Regions from separate parts of the Mus musculus genome. Here region 2 is linked to region 1. The links are chromatin contacts, called in public Hi-C maps. All regions are on one chromosome and are shown on one strand. The core of a region is the stretch at or near the end of the contact, and the rest is flanking DNA. Distances in the headings are between cores, read along the strand shown. Region 1 overlaps Macrod2 (mono-ADP ribosylhydrolase 2). Region 2 overlaps Macrod2 (mono-ADP ribosylhydrolase 2).

Region 1 (3,393 bases), core at 423-2,922:
TGAGCTGTTCAATAAAGGCAGGGTAATTTAAGTTTGGCGATAAGCAGTTGGCTTTGGACAAACCAGTACCTCATTATTATTAAACTTTTAACAGTTCCTTTTCTCAGTTGGGCACGGTGGCACTTGTCTTCTACAAAGCCCAGAATTTGAGGGGTAAAAGCAGGAGGATCAGATGTTTAAGACTATCCTCTGCTACATAGCAAACCTGTTTCAAGTAACCCAATCAAATGAATATATACTAGTTCCCTCTATCTGCCAGGTTAGTGTGAAGGCTTTTATTCTAGCCATGCATTTTTCTTATATGCCTCTCTCCTCTACACACACACACACACACACACACACACACACACACACACACACACACGCACACACACACACACATAACCACATACACAGAGGCATGCATGCATACACATACATGCATATCACAATTATGATATGACAGTATAATTTGACTCTACCTATTATGACATATAAGATATAAGTTAGTGTTAAAATTTTTATTCAGACTTCTTCCTTTACCATTTCTCTCATATTTTTCCTTCTTACAGTAACTAGCTTCTTCCCTGGGAATCTATTTCAATCTCTACAGGATGACTTGTCACAACACACTATCCTACAAGACCTCCTTCAGCATGCCTTACTGCCATGATGGAATCACCTGTTGTCCTTTCCAAAAAGGCCCAGGGTGCTTTCCAATTTAATCTGAGTATGGGTCAGATCCAGAGGAGCCAGTGAGAACAGAAGAAACTGAAGACACACCTTACATCTCTAAAACTCAGTGCACCCTCGGTACTTTCTGGGAACATTTTAGAAATTACTTTCTATACTTATCAGCATATTATGAGGTGACATTATCATCATTCCTTCTTTCAAGACAAGGAGGGCAAGGTCCCCAAACATCAAGCAGGAGCCTGAAGTCTTTGGTACAGGTCAAACCCAACTTGTGAACAGGAAGAGTGAGCCTCCAGAATCTCAGCCCTTAAAGGCTCTGCCAAATGGCACATTATACAAGTATGCACAGCTCCCCTTTCCAAGCTCTGATTGTAAACACACCCGTTATGGTTCATTTTAAAGCAGGATGCTAATTTTTCAGTTTATGAGCACACTGTTCGCAATTTCAATGATCCCCTTTGGAATGGTACACTCTGTATATCTGGAACATTTCATCTGGCATCCACTGAAGCTTGTTAATATCAACAACTGGCTTTGTTGGCTCCTTCAAATAAGCCCATTTAATCTATGATAGCTGGTCTCTAGCACATTCAGCATGAGCAGGAGTGATACTGAATTAAGGAATTTTCACTGTGATCAGAATCTCCAAATAATTTAAAATGTGTATGAGTGTTTGCTTTCTGTCTGTCTTTCTGTGGATGAATGGTTAGATATATTGAAGTATTATTTCCACTGACTAAGGCACTCAGTGCAGAGTGTCGATAGTTTTGCCTTTTATACATTAGGTGTCAGGCTTTGTGTTTTCTGATATTCCGGTTATGCTTTTAAAATAATTGGGCAGAGATGAAAGTATTGACAGGTGGGTTGGAGCTTTGGCAATTTTCACTGTAAGAAATCAATCGACAAAGCACCAAACAGCAAAATATATTACTCATTGGCTGGTAAGTCGTATGTCCCGGAGGCTGTTGATCATGCTGGCTGCTGGCTGCATGCCTACAGAAGGGCAGATGGAAGAGCTGGCTGCTCAGTCGTTCCTAGCACTTGAATCCCAGCATGATTGGGGACTCTGAGCAGGGCTGGGAAAATATTTCTGGAGTAACTTATCTTGCACTTAGCAGTGCATTTGCATCACCCCAGAGAGATGTGTTTTGTTGAGATGATTTCAAACTCATGTTACACAGTCAATGGAATGATTAGTATTTGCATGGGTTCTATTGATAGAACTCTTGGAACAATTAATTGGACAGCCTCCTCCTCCTCCTCCTCCTCCTCCTCCTCCTCCTCCTCCTCCTCCTCCTCCTCCTCCTTCTTCTTCTTCTTCTTCTTCTTCTTCTTCTTCTTCTTTCTTCTTCTCCTTCTCCTTATTCTCCTTCTTTTTTTTTAATCCAAAGATAGTGTATTGTAGTCCTGCTGGTGAGGTGAAGGTATAACTGAAGAGCTACTGTGCTGTCCTGTGACATGATGTTATAATTGAAGAAGTGCATGCTTTATTATATTTTCCCTGGCAGCATTGCTTTAATAAGTCCAACAACATATTTGGCCTTGTAGCTACAAAGGAAAAGAAGCCATTTTGAAAAATCAGCATGAAGTCACTGTCTTCTACTTTATGGACAAAAATATCAAATATTTAAGGTCTCCTTCTTTCTTACTTTTCCTTCCCTCTTCCTCTCTCTCTCTCTCTCTCTCTCTCTCTCTCTCTCTCTCTCTCTTTCTTTCTTTCGTTCTTTCATTTCCTCCCTTCCTTCCTTCCTTCCTTCCTTCCTTCCTTCCTTCCTTCCTTCCTTCCTTCCTTCCTTCCTTCCCTCCCTCCCTCCCTCCCTCCCTCCCTCCCTCCCTTCCTCCCTTCCTTCCTTCCTTTTTTTCCTCACTCTCTTTCTTTCCTTTCCTTTTCTTTCTATTTCTTATCTTTTTTCCTCTGACAACTTTTAACATCTCCCTGGGGTAGATTTGGGTTGATTTTGATGAGAGGAGAGCAGAATGCTGGTTTGTCCTTCGTTTTGAAGAGAGATGAATCACATGGTGAGCAGGAGCCTTCAAAAACCATCAAGTTGCCTGGACTTTTTTTCCAGGTTACCATGTCCCTCCCTCACTACAGAAGACTACTCTGTAGATTTGGGCTTTTCCTGCCCTCCCCAATCATTGTTCTACTTCTTTGTTTGTATTATCACTGCAAAGGATGCCTTTCTGACCACCCCACAGTGCTTCACTCACCCAACATTGTTCCCTGCAAGCTTACTGTTTTTCCTTTTTTCTTGTGATCATTCTTCAGAATACACCTCCCCAGAGCCGTTCTTATCTCTTCAGAGTCATGCTGCATTACTGCCTTGCAAAAACAGAGCAAACCTGCCATGCATAGAGAGTTACATATGACTTGAAATTTTGATCTGTCAATTTGCAGCATTGCAGCTCCTTCAGATGGCTCTCTGCTTACTTATTGGGAAAAGAGCTGCTTGTTCTAACTCGTTCATTTAGGGCTTCAGGGTGACACACTGCACAGATTCTGCTGCACAAAGGAGAGGACAGAAAGCCCAGCAACCACACTCACTCAAATTTTGAGGGAGCAGTATATAACTATGGCAAGGTATTGACATGTAGCTTGTACATTTTCATTACACAACTTGTGTTTCAGTAACTAAATTGCTTAAATTCTTTTCTAGATAGAATTATATTCATATTGACAAAATTATCAACTCATATTATATCAAATACTAATTTAAA
Region 2 (3,393 bases), core at 280-2,779, 200 kb after region 1:
AAAAGCTGAAAAGGGCCTGATGTTATGAGTTTTTTCCAATTTATCAGGGTCACATTCAATATTTCGAATTCCCTAAGGGAGCATGCATTTTGTAGCATGTAGAGGACTTGTTAACTCCTCAAGAAAATCTTCCTAGGAGATAAGGCATGAACGATATAGTCTGAGATAGACCACTAGCTTTGCCGGAGAACTCATACATGGACATCTTGGAGTTCTAATCAGGTCTCAATTGCACAGTGGAGAGGGAAACTGAACCTCCATCAACTATAAAGCAGCAGAGAGGCAAATGCTTAGCAGTCTAGAAAGCTCTTGTTAAAGCCATGGTCGTGTGCAATCTTCTGGCTAGGAAGCCGTGCTTCACCTGAGGCCAACCATCTGTTCATATATGCAGACTGTGGGGTGTGGAACCTTTCTTTAACTACTCCATGGAGATTTCTTTTGATGTTCTTCCTCATAATGCTACCTCTCCCCCTGCAAACCAAGACCCTATTCTGGACTGAAGGAGTCACTGGAGGAATCCTTTGCTTTACTTAGTGGGTACCTTGAAGCTGAAGCTGAAGCTGAAGCTGAATGACACAGAAGACACTCCACTCTGTCTTTTCAAACTCGAAGTTGGTTTTCCTCTGTGCTGAAGGAAGGTAGAAGCTTTGTTGCATCACGTACACATTTTGGAGGCTCTGCCAGACAAGTATTTTTTAACTATGTATCTTACACAAACAGATTGTTATTGAAAATGTTAAGTACCATCTCTATGTCATTTCAATTGTTTACTCTGTGCCTTGTGAGAGAAGTGCAACACCTGTGATTTTCCTCTTTGTCACTTTAAGTAGCATACCTACAGATGTGGCTTGATGAGCTATGATACTCTATAGAGGCAGAGTATCAGCCTGGGGCATATCTGGCTCTAGCTCTCATTTTCTATCTAAGGTTTTAGACCTTATCTGATGTTACCTATATTGTGGCGTCTCTCTCTCTCTCTCTCTCTCTCTCTCTCTCTCTCTCTCTCTCTCTCTCTCTCTCTCTGTGTGTGTGTGTGTGTGTGTGTGTGTGATAAGCATGTTTAAGGAGTATGCAAGCCAGAGGGGAACATCAAGTGTCCTCTTCAGTCACTGTCTACCTGGGATTTGCTGGGTATGCTGCCTGGTCAGCAAACACTAGTAACTCTCCTACTTCTGTCCCAGTCATGGCTGGCACTGGAGTTATGGGCATGTGCAGCAATACCTGCTTTAATATTTGACTACTGAGATTCCAAATCTAGGTTCTCATGATTATACAGTAAAGGCAAACTCACTAAGTCATCTCCCAGCCCCAAGATATTGGTTCTTATTACATGGAAAATAGTGGGCTCTGCCACTTCCCTGTGCCACCATTCAAATACTAAACCAGGGTTTATTGAAGAGTTGAATAGGTTTCTTCACCTTCGGAAACAGAATTAGAAGTCGACTGAAGAAATTTCCCATCATTCCCCTGAACACTGCCACTACGCATGCAATTCTCATGCTAATTTGACAAGGCAAAGGACACAGTTTCCACACTACAGATCACAAAGGAATGGTGACACTTTAGCTTCTGGTGCCAAGGTTATTTTTTCCCCTTCTTGGCAGAGGTCTTTGAACATATGCAGTGTTAAAAATTATTTGTCACTTTTGTTTTGGAATCACATGGGGGGGGGCAGGAGGGAAGGAAAGGAAGAGTGTAAGAACTGCCTTATGTTACTCACATGAAATGCCTTAGGATCATTGTGGCTCTTAAAGGTGGGGCTTAAATGAAACGTGAAATGATGCTTAAATTGATGATTGAAAATTATATCTCTCATTCTATGCACCCAGCCCCTGGAGATGGTTGTTTACAAGGAACACAGTGTGCTTTCCTTCAGCTCTCTGTAACATGGCATATGGCCAGTAGACAGAGGCCTCGAAGGAGCATGTGACATCCTCAGAATTCCCTTCTGGCAATGACTTCATTTTAGTATCAATGGCAGCCATAGTTTTGAGGGGGTATCTAAGGTTAGAATCAGTGTTTGGAACACAAAGTCCCATCTTCATATCCTGTGCAAGAATGGAGTTATGCTAATAAGAATCAGCAACCTCATATGCTCCTCTAAAATAGTATCTTTGGACTTGTTCAAGAGGATCTGTAGGTGGAAGCCATGATGCTCATCAGCTGTGACATAACTGAAGAAATTGATTCACAGGCTTTCGGACATGCTATGCTGCATTTACTCAAGAATAACTCTGATGATTTGTGCATTATAGGATTCCCCATTCTTCCCTCCCTCCCTCTTTTCCTCCTTTCATTTCTTCTTTTTTTTCTATCTCACAAAATGTTTCCTACTCTTAGAATATCTGTGCTGAAATTGTGAGAAGTACTAGATTGCTTGTCAGAAGCCAGTCTTGTCCTTTTGTCTTATTATTCTTAATCCTACTTTTAGAGGTAAAGCCAAGCCTTAAGGAATCTTCTATCTCTTGGCAAGATGTTCCAAAATTTGGGGCTAACATATCTTGCTCTGTGCAAGAGCTAACCAAATAGATGGTATGCCCTCCCTCACACTACCTCACCATCTGTGCAATGGGCACTCTAGTCTTTAGGTTGGTTTTGTGCTCCATACTTATTTGTTCCTGAAGACCCATATGTCTTAGGATAATGTAATTTAGCAAGCCCACTGCCAGTTAGCCACCATGCCTCCAGGTATGTCAATCAAAAACTCTGAGACATGGAGGTAAGGCTATCCATATGCTCTGTCCCACTCTTCTTACTTCATGAGGAAAAGCTTCTTCAGCCTCATTGTTAGTTTTTTCTCAAGAGGAGAGAAAAGACCTGTCTTGGATAGGGTCTTTGGCAAGACCCCAAAGTATTGTATTCATATAACCCATTATCAGCCTTTGTTAAAGTCCACCCTTATGTATGATGTACATGCATCCTCCCCTCTTGGCCCACTTTAACAGAGAGTGATCAGTCCATCATATCTGCACAAGAAGCTTAGGGCATTACACAGAGGACCTAAAAGTATTATGTTCAAGACTTGGGAATGTGTTTCAGTAGACAAGTGAGATTTCTGTAAAACAGGGTTCTAGAAAGAGTTCCAAGACATGTAAAATAGGAGTATAAAAAGGTGTTTTAAAACAAGGGTAACCAATGTATCCTATAACTTGTGCTATCTTGCTGGTTAGTAGTTTGTTCTTGTTCTTGTTCTTGTTCTTGTTCTTGTTCTTGTTCTTGTTCTTGTTCTTGTTCTTGTTCTTGTTCTTTTGTTCTTGCTCTTGCTCTTGCTCTTGCTCTTGCTCTTGTTCTTCTTGTTCTTCTTGTCCTTCTTGTCCTTCTTGTCCTTCTTGTCCTTCTTGTCCTTCTTGTTCTTTTCTTTTAGGTATTTTCCTCATTTACATTTCCAATGCT

What was found. A called contact is a pair of places that touch in the nucleus more often than the background predicts.
Region 2: a Hi-C map of cerebellum shows a contact between it and region 1, with 2.4 times the contacts expected there. The contact joins two enhancer-like sites. A contact is called at or near these places in 1 of 39 promoter capture datasets (hippocampal neurons) and 3 of 484 Hi-C or Micro-C datasets (brain, cerebellum and ventral hippocampal neurons).

What each region holds. Positions count from the first base shown.
Region 1 is chr2:141,616,784-141,620,176 of GRCm38.p6, forward strand. All of the region lies in intron 6 of Macrod2 (mono-ADP ribosylhydrolase 2), which reads left to right. Among named protein-coding and RNA genes, the nearest start is that of Gm25583, 22 kb to the right of the region's middle. Within about 2 kb of position 1,673, at least 12 of the 459 cell types and tissues checked have an H3K27ac peak or open chromatin away from gene starts, as enhancers often do. A contact at or near this core is called in cerebellum and hippocampal neurons, where this site is marked.
Region 2 is chr2:141,816,117-141,819,509 of GRCm38.p6, forward strand. All of the region lies in intron 8 of Macrod2 (mono-ADP ribosylhydrolase 2), which reads left to right. Among named protein-coding and RNA genes, the nearest start is that of Gm25583, 180 kb to the left of the region's middle. Within about 2 kb of position 1,530, at least 7 of the 459 cell types and tissues checked have an H3K27ac peak or open chromatin away from gene starts, as enhancers often do. A contact at or near this core is called in cerebellum and hippocampal neurons, where this site is marked.